Regions from separate parts of the Anser cygnoides genome. Here region 1 is linked to region 2. Evidence: chromatin contacts called from public Hi-C data. All regions are on one chromosome and are shown on one strand. The core of a region is the stretch at or near the end of the contact, and the rest is flanking DNA. Distances in the headings are between cores, read along the strand shown. Region 1 overlaps SCAP (SREBF chaperone). Region 2 holds the start of CDC25A (cell division cycle 25A).

Region 1 (4,754 bases), core at 2,239-4,738, 420 kb after region 2:
CTAGTAATAGATATGCTCTGCAGCTGCGTAAGGATTTGGGTATGCTCAAACCACAGATAAATGTAGTTTGCAAACTTAAAAGACATTTATAAACATGAGGGAAGAGAGATTCTGGAGTGATCCCCAGAAAAATCTACTGACTTTTGAAAATAAGCGTGGTTTGTGTCCTAGATCAAAAACGGGACTCGAAAACTCAATGGTTCCTTAAACTTCTGAATCCCTGCATTGTCCTGCTCAGTACCCTCAGACTGCTTAAATCAAGGCAGTTCTGTGAGCTGAGTCTTCTTCAGCTCCCCGTGTAGTTGGATGATAATCCAACTGCTGCTCTGGGGCTGGATGATAACCCAGCTGATAAGCATATTGGAATCTACAGGCCAATTACTTGGCTTAGAAGTAGATATCCAAGATAGGTCGGATGAATTTTAGCCTAAAAGTGCCATTTTTATCTGTTGACTATAGGTGCCTAATTTTAAAGAAGGGTAATCCAGGGAGGAGTCACTTAAGCTCTGCTCACGCCCGTTCACTAGTGAACAGTCTCCTTTTACCTGTCTCTGCATGTTTTCTCCCCAGGCTTGAGCAACGAGAGCTGGTCAATTATGAAGAACATGGCCACAGAGCTTGGGATCATCCTGATCGGCTATTTCACCCTCGTCCCAGCCATCCAGGTGAGTGTGCTTGGGCAGTTTGAGCACACAGAGGCTTGTAGTCACTGCACGAACGCAGTATGCAGTGCTCTGCTCTCTCAGCCCTCCTGTTAAAGAGCACCCAGCTGCCTCTCAGGGCTTCTTGGGAAGAAGGGAGGAACCGTGTGCCACGGCAGGAACGTGTCTCCTGGGAGCTGTCACAGAGCAGGCAGTGGTGCAGGAGCTGACTGGCTTCGTTCAGTCGGTGCCAGGCACCTGCTGACATTTCCCTGTGGCGGCTGCTTGCGTGCAAATAGATTTGTCCTGGGGGGACATCGGAACTGCCGGCTGCCACCTGGGCCACGTGGAGCTCTGAGAAGATCTGGCAAATCGTCCTGGAGCCTTACTGCGCACAGTCCCTACAGCAAAGTGTCGCAGAAGTGTCTGTAGTAATGGCGTTATCCTCTAAGAATATGTGCAAAGCAGGGTATGTGGGAAGAGGAATGTGATTTTTCGATGCCAGTTGATATAACTGGAATTGGGAGCTTTGTCCATGATTTATTTGTTTCTTTATCTCACAAATGATACTGTCTAACCCACCAAACCTCGTTTTCTGTGGCTTAGCTGGCTTTACTGTGGCTGAGTAGTAGAAGAGGTGACTCAAGGAAATGCCTTTATTTCCACTCTGGTTTCTCTGGCTGGTTTCATGCAATCCCAAACGCTCTTCCCTGCATCCCGAAATGTGTCCCAGACCCCCTGGGCAGTGACCCACGTCAGTCTGCCCGGTCATTTGGAGGCCTCTCATTGACTCGTCCTGGTGGCTGTCACCCCCAGACCATGCGGCTGGTCCCTGTGCTGTGACAGCCCCGTGACGAGCCGAGCAGGGGCTGGTTCCTCCCTGACAGTCCCGCCGTGCTCCTTTCTGCTTGTGCAGGTGAGCTTCCTATCACGGAATTGTGAGCTAGCTAATCCCCTTCAGCAGTGGAGGGAAAACCCATAACTAGTGCAGAATGTCTCCTCTGAGGAAGGGGTGGGTGGTGTGTTTGGGGCTGTCTCACCAGGTGTACGAGCCTTTGGGTTTTTCCAGCCGCAGACACCACAGTCTCTGTTCCAGGGGTGAACAAACTGAAACCTCAGCGAATGATCTCGTGGAATGGTCGTGCTGTTGGGTCGGTCTAACACTGAAAATAGTGTCAAGGTCTTCTGCCTTGGTGTGTCACTTTGCTGCCACTTACCGTGCCACCTCTTTGCAGGACTGTGCTTGCTGAGTTGCCTCAGGATCTGCTCTTCTGTGACCCTGGGCCAGGCAGAGCTCGTGCCTGGGCAAATCCTCAGCACCACTGCTGTAAGGCTGCAGCCGGAGCTCAGGGAGGAGTCAGCCTGTTATCTCTGCAAATCCCTAGCAAAGATTTTAGCAGGTGCAGTCAGCAAGGCAGGAGCACCGGAGCATCTGCACAGCTGAAGGCCACTGCCGGCCGCACGCGGGCTGTGCGTGTCCTCGCTTTGACATTGGGGAGCCACCAGGAGACAGACTGCAGATTAAAGTGAATTATAATCTAAGAAGATTAACCGTTCAGGTTGAACTGGAGCATTGCGGGCTGAATTTAGCGGCTCCTGAGCCTGGCTCTCAGTGGCCAAGAGAAGGACAGCAAGAGAGGAGCTAGAGCAGAATTCCCCAGGCTACACCCGGCCACGTGTCGTGTCCTAATTTTTTTATTTGAAGCTGATTGCAGAGATTGCTCGGGTCAAAAACCAGCATGATCCATCCTTTGGGTCTAAATTGGGCTCATGCATAGGGTCTTTTAGCTCCTCTTCCTGGAAGAGGAGCCGTGGGAAGAGCAGCACTTCCCCACACCCGCGTGTTGCCTTTATGAATGTATTCCTGGGTCTTACAGCGTTGTAAGGCTTGTGATGACATCCCTTCTTTGCTCTGCGTGTGATCCTGTCCCTCCTAGGATGCTTGCTTTCTCCAGAGCAGGAATCTCACGGGGATGCTGTCTGCTGGAGCCGGGAGCGTGCCCCTTATCTGCGTGTCCCTGGGGGCGAAGGGCGCTGCGCAGATAACGCTGTGCTCGTGTTGCAGCCTCGGAGGCGTCGTGAAGAGAGGGACGGGCAGCGTAAATCCGGCAGGGACCTTGCTCCAGCCTGTCAGAGGGAGCAGAGGCACCCATCCTGCCCGTACGGGGAGCAGCAGGAGAGGGAGGCGTTTCGTTGTCGAAGGATGTCACTTGCCCAAGGGCTGTGAGGTCCTGGCACCTTCCTCAGCCACCCCACAGCAGTGCAGCTCATTTAGCAGAAGGGAATTCTCTGTTTTCTGAGGTTCTCCTTCTTAAATAGAGTTCAGCTTCAGGTGAGAATTGGGCGTACACCGTAAATGCCTTCTAATTGTGAGCTACCGTGGAACCTTTCATTACAGGGGGGCAGAGACCCCCCTTCTCCTTGCACTTGTGGCCCTGGTGGTCCCAGGACGCTGCAGGGATGTGTCCTGGGTGCCCGTCCTGCATTCCCCACCTCCTGGCCCCCACCTTGTTCTGGAGCTCACCCGCCGAGAGGCAATCACCGAAATTGGTTCGGGTTGTGCTGTAGGGTGTGCAGAACCCAAGTATAAGAAGATGTCGGATTTCCAGGGCTAGTAGTTTCAGATAGCTCTCATCCTAAGTGGAATAAGTGGAGGTATCGGCGGAATTAATTATGGCAGAGCTTGCCATTTGTGGAGGCTTTTGCTGAGATCTGGGTGAAATCCAGCTGGGCGTTGCTTTCCCTCTGTTTTTCTGCTTTTAGAGAGGAACCCGTGCTGTGTTTTCATCCCCAGAATGTTTCGGGATGTCGTGTTTGCTCCCCAAACCTCCCGTCAAATGCCGAGGAAGGGATTGAGCCGAAATCAGAGCCTTGTGCTGGTTTTGCCGGGAGGTTTGGGGAGGGGCGGGCAGCTGACCTAGTGGTTTATCTCATCTCATAGCGTGCTGATTTTCAGATAGCAGGCAGCTGACTGCTTGTGTTTAAAAAACAGTTTGGGCAGGCTGGGGAGGCTTCAAGGTTCGTTCCGAGGTTTCGGATAGCCTCTCCTGCTGTCACAGGCGAGAAGCTGGGGTAGGCATAGGCTGCAGGGGGACAGAAATGAATCTTGAGGGCCCCTCTCCTTCCTCTGAGGTGGATGTGGGCGCATGTAGTGTGGTTGCCACAGCTGGGCCCAGCGGGGATTTGCCAGGGCTGTTCTGCAAGCGAGGGCCGGACTCTTTGATCTCGCCTTTAGCCCGAGGTTGCTGCCTGTGCCTGCTTTCGGTTTGCTCGATCTCCCCGTGTTACTGCATCTTTTTTGGGCCCTGACGGGTCCTGGCAGCAATGTGTACCTCCGAGGGGCGTCCCTGGTGCTGGGCTCACTTGTTGTGCTCCTCTTGTCATCCTCATTTCTGCAGTGGCACCTGCTGGGGAAGCGGAGCATGGCAGGGAGCTCGGGATCCATCTTACCAACGCTGCTCCTCGTGTGCTTGGTGTTCAGAGGCTGGGCACGGAGCTTTTCTTCCAGGGGCCTGAAAATTTCCTATATATATAAAAATAAACACTAAATAAGCACTAGCCAAGGGTGTGATTTAAACAGCCGTGGTTTAGCTGGAGCCCTGGGGGACGGCTGCAGCTACTAGTCGTGAGCACAGGGGGGGTACAGAGGCTTCGGTGGTCTTCGGTGGGAGGAGGACTGGCTGTGCCCAGTCCCTGGGCTCCCCCTGCTCCTGGAGGAGTTTCCTATCGGGGGAGGTTTATTGGTGAAGGGAAGGAAACCGGCACTGCTGGGGGCTCTTTGGGCGTGCGATTTGCACACGCAGGCAGGGGGCTGAGAGCTCTGGTGGCAGCCCCGCCACGGCTTTGGGAACAGGGACAGCACCCTCTGCTGTTTTTTCCTGGGGTGCTTTGATGTTTTGTGGCTAAGAAGAACAAAAAGTGTGAATATGAATAAACGTGCTCTTGAGTTCTCACGCGGACTGTTTTAACACCAAGCTTTCAACTATTCCAAAGCCCTGATAACAGGACCAGTCAGTGAAATACGCTCACTCCGGGCAGGAGGGTGCTGAGCTGCCCTTTTCCTGGACTGGAGATATTCACCCCTGTCCCTGAGCTGCCGTAGCTAATCTGTGT
Region 2 (4,778 bases), core at 2,019-4,518:
GAACCTGCTGAGCGTGTTGGACAGAGAAAGGGGTAAGTTTGGGGAGCTGATGGGCACAAATGGGGGAGAAAAACTTTCCAGAAACGAGTTTCCTTATCTCCTTGGGGCAGTGATGGGTTCACAGCGCAACATCTAAATCTGGTGTCCATCTAAAACCGGATCCCTTCGTTTTAACTAGGTCTGCTGTAAAAATAAAGGTCTACTTCCATGCCAGGAGTGACCCAGAGGTGCTAATGCCACATAAGAGCATTGGGTTAAACGTGGCAGCGGGTGCACACCTTTGGCTTTTAGGCAGAGATTGGAAATGCCTCTGTGTGCGCTCAGGGCTCCCCGTGGTCCTGGCAGCATTGTAGGGCTTGAGGCGGGTTGAAGCCACCTGCAGGCAGGCTGCTCTTTGCCCTCGCAGTTTCGGGGATGATGTGCAGGGTGAGCGTGCCTCAGTTTCCCCCACATTGTGGTCCCCGACGTGAGGCCCTAAAGGAACGGGCTTAGCAGAGGGCCTGGGGTGGTGGCACTGCGTGGTGACGCCTCTGTGGCCCCACGGCATCGGGCAGCTCCAGCTCTGCGCTGAGATTGCCCGGCTGCTCGTCAGAGCGGGGCTGGGAGCTGCGGGGCTCTTGTCCCCGTGGTGCTGGAGCAGGGCCTGGCCTGGGACCGCCGCCGCCTTGCAGCTTGGATGTCCTCACACCTCCGGGGATACCCCCGCACCCCGCAGCCACCCCACACACCCAGCCTGGCTGCAGCCCCGTCACGCTCAGACCTCCCAATATCAAGCAGGGGTGGAAGCAGGGGGCTGGCAAAGCCCATTGCGTCCGTCCCCAGTGCATGGCAGCTGCCCGGCTCCATCCTGCTTCAGGTCCAGCGGGGAGGGCAGCGAGGGTGCTGCGCCCTGCGCCCTCTGAGGGGGTTGTGGGTGCTGCATGTGCACTGCTGGGGCCCGGTGTGCTTACATGACATGCCCCTGCCCTGCAAAAGAGGAGGGAAAAGGTTTTTTTTTTTTAATTGTTTGGAAACAGAAGTGCTGAGGCACTAATAGGCTGACTGCTGTTCTTACCCCTGCCATCATAGTGGTTCCAAAGAGTGTTTAGCAATATGGTGATAGGCGCTTTATATATATAAATATGTATATATTTACATATATAAAAGAAGCTGGTTTGCTTCTCAGCAGGAAACAGACTGACGTGTCTCTCTGTTGTGCATTAATGAAGGTGACACTGGATGCAGAGACAGCCAACCCGTACCTGACCATCTCGAGGGACCGCAAAACCTTGCATATGGGAGAAGAACAGCAAAACCTCCCTGACACCCTCAAGAGATTCACGGGCAGTGCCAGCGTCCTGGGCTCCCAGGGCTCCACGGCAGAGGCATTGCTGGGAGCTGGAGGTAGGGGATGGGACAACTGGGCTGCGGGGGTGGCCGTGGTGCCCGTGCGGAGGAAGGACTCGGTCGGCATGGCCATGGGGAACATGCTGCTATACTGGCCAGATCTCCCAGTGACAATGTCCACCTGTCCCTGCAGAGACAGGGAGATAAGATTAAGAGGGTGAGAAATAGCAGAGGGGCAGGGAAGCTTTGGGTGCTGATGCCGGTCTCTGACAGCGCTGCATGGCTCTGGATTTGTGTGGTGGGGGCAGCGCTGTGACAGTCACCCCACACCCAGGAACTCGGGGTGGAGACACAGAGCTGCTAATAGTGCTGGCAACTGCCCACGTAAAACATCAAAAAGTGTTAACCCCCCCCCCAAAAAAAATAAATGTTCAGGGCCCAGCAGAGAGCTGCAGTGAGGGCACAGCCTCAGCTTCCTTCAGGCTGCAAGAGAGGTGGTGGCGGGGCTGTGAGACGATCTGTGAGATCCTGGGCGGTGGGGGAGGGACAGGAGGGAGCGAATGCTGTGGTGTCTAATCAAGGAACCGAGAGCACCCCGAACTGGGGGTGGCAGTGCCCAGGCAGAGGGATGTGTGGTGCCCTGGAGCCAGGGGATCCCCCAGCCAGGCCCATTCCTACACGTGTCGGGGCTGATGATATCGGACCCACCCGCTCTGCGGCCGGAGACTGCCGAGCACCACCGGGAGCTCCGGCACAGCACATCCCGGGGACTCAGGTCAGCAGCAGAGCTCTGCGGCTCCTTACACAAGGAGGCAATGCGGGGCCTGCCTCACTGTTTCCCTGTTTTTCAACCTGCGAAACGGGACCATGTGCAGCCATTGCTGCCTCCACCCTCCTCCACCACCAAGGGCCGGAGACGGGGCTGACATTACCGGGGCAGGGAACGGCGCCGTGTCCTCTGAAGGGCTGGGCACGCATCCATTTCGCAGGCGAGCAGCGGAGCCTTGCTAAACACCACAGCCCGCCGCAGGGAGACGGCAAGAGAGCCGCACTGCCTTTCCTCCCCGGAGACCTGTCCGTTCCCCGCAAGGGCCGGGGAACCGCCAGGCAGGCCGAGCACGAAGCAGCAATTAGCTCTGCAGGCACTGTGTCCCTGGGAACCCAGCGCTGAGCGCGCCTGGCGTTTCTCAGGGCAGCGAAACGGCCGGGAAACGAGAGAGACAAAGGGGGGCCCCGTGCTGCTGGGGGTGAGGGCTCAGCCCCGTGCCCGCTGCCCGTGGTGACAGACGGAGCCCAGAGGCGCCTTCAGGGCTCTGCTCAGGGTGCTGCCGGGACGTGCCCTGACGTTCGCGGTGGGCCGCCTGCTCTTTGCAGGTAATGGGGCTCTGGAAGCTTCCAGGCGTGCTGCCTGTGACAGACATCTCCATTTCTTTATCGACCGCGGCGGTGCTTGGCTGGACGCCGGCGCTCAGCGCCTCGCCGGAGCTGCGGCTGCCTCCCTGGGGACACCGCTTGTTTATCGCCGTCAGGGACCTCGTTCGGGCAGAAATGGCACGGGCCGGGCCCCTCGGCTCCCCGAGGCCCCGTTTTTTTGCCCATTTTGTGCCCTTTCTCCTCATCTTCCCCCATTTTATCCCCTCCCCCTCGAGCCCTGTGGGGGGGGGGGGAGGGCCGCAGGGAGACAGCCTCCGACGGGGAGGCAAAGCGGCGCCTCGCCGAGGCAGAGGACTACATTTCCCAGCATGCCACAGCGAGGCGGGCAACCAGTGAGCGCGCCGCCCGCCTCGCGGTGGCATGCTGGGAAGTGCAGTCCCCCATTACACCCCTCTCTTATTGGGCAGAAGAGCTGTCAACCAGCCGGGAGGTTGACCCTCCGACCGCTTCGATTGGCCGGCGAGCGGGCGGTGGGTGGGGCGACCCGGCTATAAAATCCGCCCCCCTCGCGGCGCCGCGCAGAGCGGCCTTGCGATTGGCGGCGGGAGCTTTGGCGCCAGCTTCGGGGCGGGCGGCGGCGCTGACAGGAGGCCGGGGGGAACGATGGAGGCCGCACCGGGAGGCTCCTACCGCCGCCGCCTCCTGCTGCTCTCGCCGGCCTCCCCCGCCGCCGTCAAGGCGCTGTTCCCCGCCGAGCTCTCGCCGGTCTCCGACCTCCGCCTGACCATGGAGCAGCTGGGACGCGGCTCGGCCTGGTCAGTCCCCCCACCCCCCCCCCCCCCCCCCGGGGCCCGTCCCCGGCCCTCAGCGAGGCCTGGGGGCTCCGCTCCCCTCAGAGCAGGGCCGGGGGCTCCGCTCCCCTCCTCTCCTTCCCTCTCCTCTCCCCCCCGGAGCGAGGCCTCCGCCCGCTCCCCTCTCCCCAGGCGTGAGGCCAGGCCCGGGGGGTCCCGTCCCCTCTGCTCCGGCAGGGCCCCGGGGGGCGCCTCTGCCCTTCCCCCCCCTGCGGAAACAGGGCCTCGAGGGCCTCAGCTACCTGCCCCCCCCCCCAACTGCAGCCTCGAGGGCCTCCTCGTTTTCCTCCCACCCCCCGAAAACTGCAGCCTCGAGGGCCTCTTCTCCCCCCCCCTTCCCAACTGCAGCCTTGAGGAACTCTTCTTCCTCTGCCCCCCCCTTCTCAACTGCAGCCTCGAGGGCCTCCTCTTCCTCCTTCCCCCCTGCAAACTGCAGCCTCGAGGGCCTCATCTCCCCCCCTTCCCAACTGCAGCCTTGAGGAACTCCTCTTCCTCCCCCCCCCAACTGCAGTCTTGAGGAACTCCTCATTTTCCTTCCACCCCCCCCCCCCCCCCCCCCCCGAAACTGCAGCCTCGAGGGCCTTCTCGTCTTTCTCCCTCCCCCAACTGCAGCCTTGAGGGCCTCTTCTTCCTCTCCCCCCCCCCCAAATTACATCCTCGAGGGCCTCCTCTTCCTTCCACCCCCAACTGCAGCCTCGAGGGTCTCTTCTTCCCCCTCCTCCTCTCCCCAGCTGCAGCCTCGAGGTCCTCTTCTTCCTCCCCCCCCCCTCCCAAATTACAGCCTCGAGGGCCTCCTCTTTTTCCTTACCCCCAGCTGCAGCCTTGAGGATCCCTTCTTCCTGTACCCCCAACTGCAGCCTCGAGGGCCTCATCTCCCCCCACCTTCCCAACTGCAGCCTTGAGGAACTCTTCTTCCTCCCCCCCCCAGCTGCAGCCTCGAGGGTCTCCTCTTCCTCCTCTCTCCCCCCCCCGCCCAAACTGCAGTCTTGAGGGCCTCATCTTCCTCCTTTCCCCCCCCCAAACTGCACCCTCAAGAGCCTCATCTCCCCCCCCCACCCCAACTGCAGCCTTGAGGAACTCTTCCCCCCCCCCCCAACTGCAGCCTCGAGGGCCTCTTCCACCCCCAAAACGCAAGGCCTTGAGCTCATACCAACCCCCCCCCCCAGCAGCTTTTCCCGTGCTGCCCCCAAACCGAGGCCCCCAGGACTCCCTTCCCCCTCCTCGCCA

What was found. Hi-C and Micro-C count contacts between places; a contact is called where the count stands out from the background.
Region 1: a Hi-C map of liver shows a contact between it and region 2, with 1.6 times the contacts expected there. The contact joins the enhancer-like site here to the promoter of CDC25A in region 2. A contact is called at or near these places in 2 of 7 Hi-C or Micro-C datasets (granulosa cells and liver).

What each region holds. Positions count from the first base shown.
Region 1 is chr2:1,274,418-1,279,171 of Taihu_goose_T2T_genome, forward strand. It overlaps SCAP (SREBF chaperone), which reads left to right. Exons shown (of 24, transcript XM_066991038.1): 11 at 571-665. Among named protein-coding and RNA genes, the nearest start is that of PTPN23, 27 kb to the right of the region's middle. Within about 2 kb of position 3,489, at least 1 of the 3 cell types and tissues checked has open chromatin away from gene starts, as enhancers often do. A contact at or near this core is called in liver, where this site is marked.
Region 2 is chr2:852,734-857,511 of Taihu_goose_T2T_genome, forward strand. It overlaps CDC25A (cell division cycle 25A), which reads left to right and starts at 3,269. Exons shown (of 16, transcript XM_048053360.2): 1 at 3,269-3,515. The coding sequence starts at 3,364.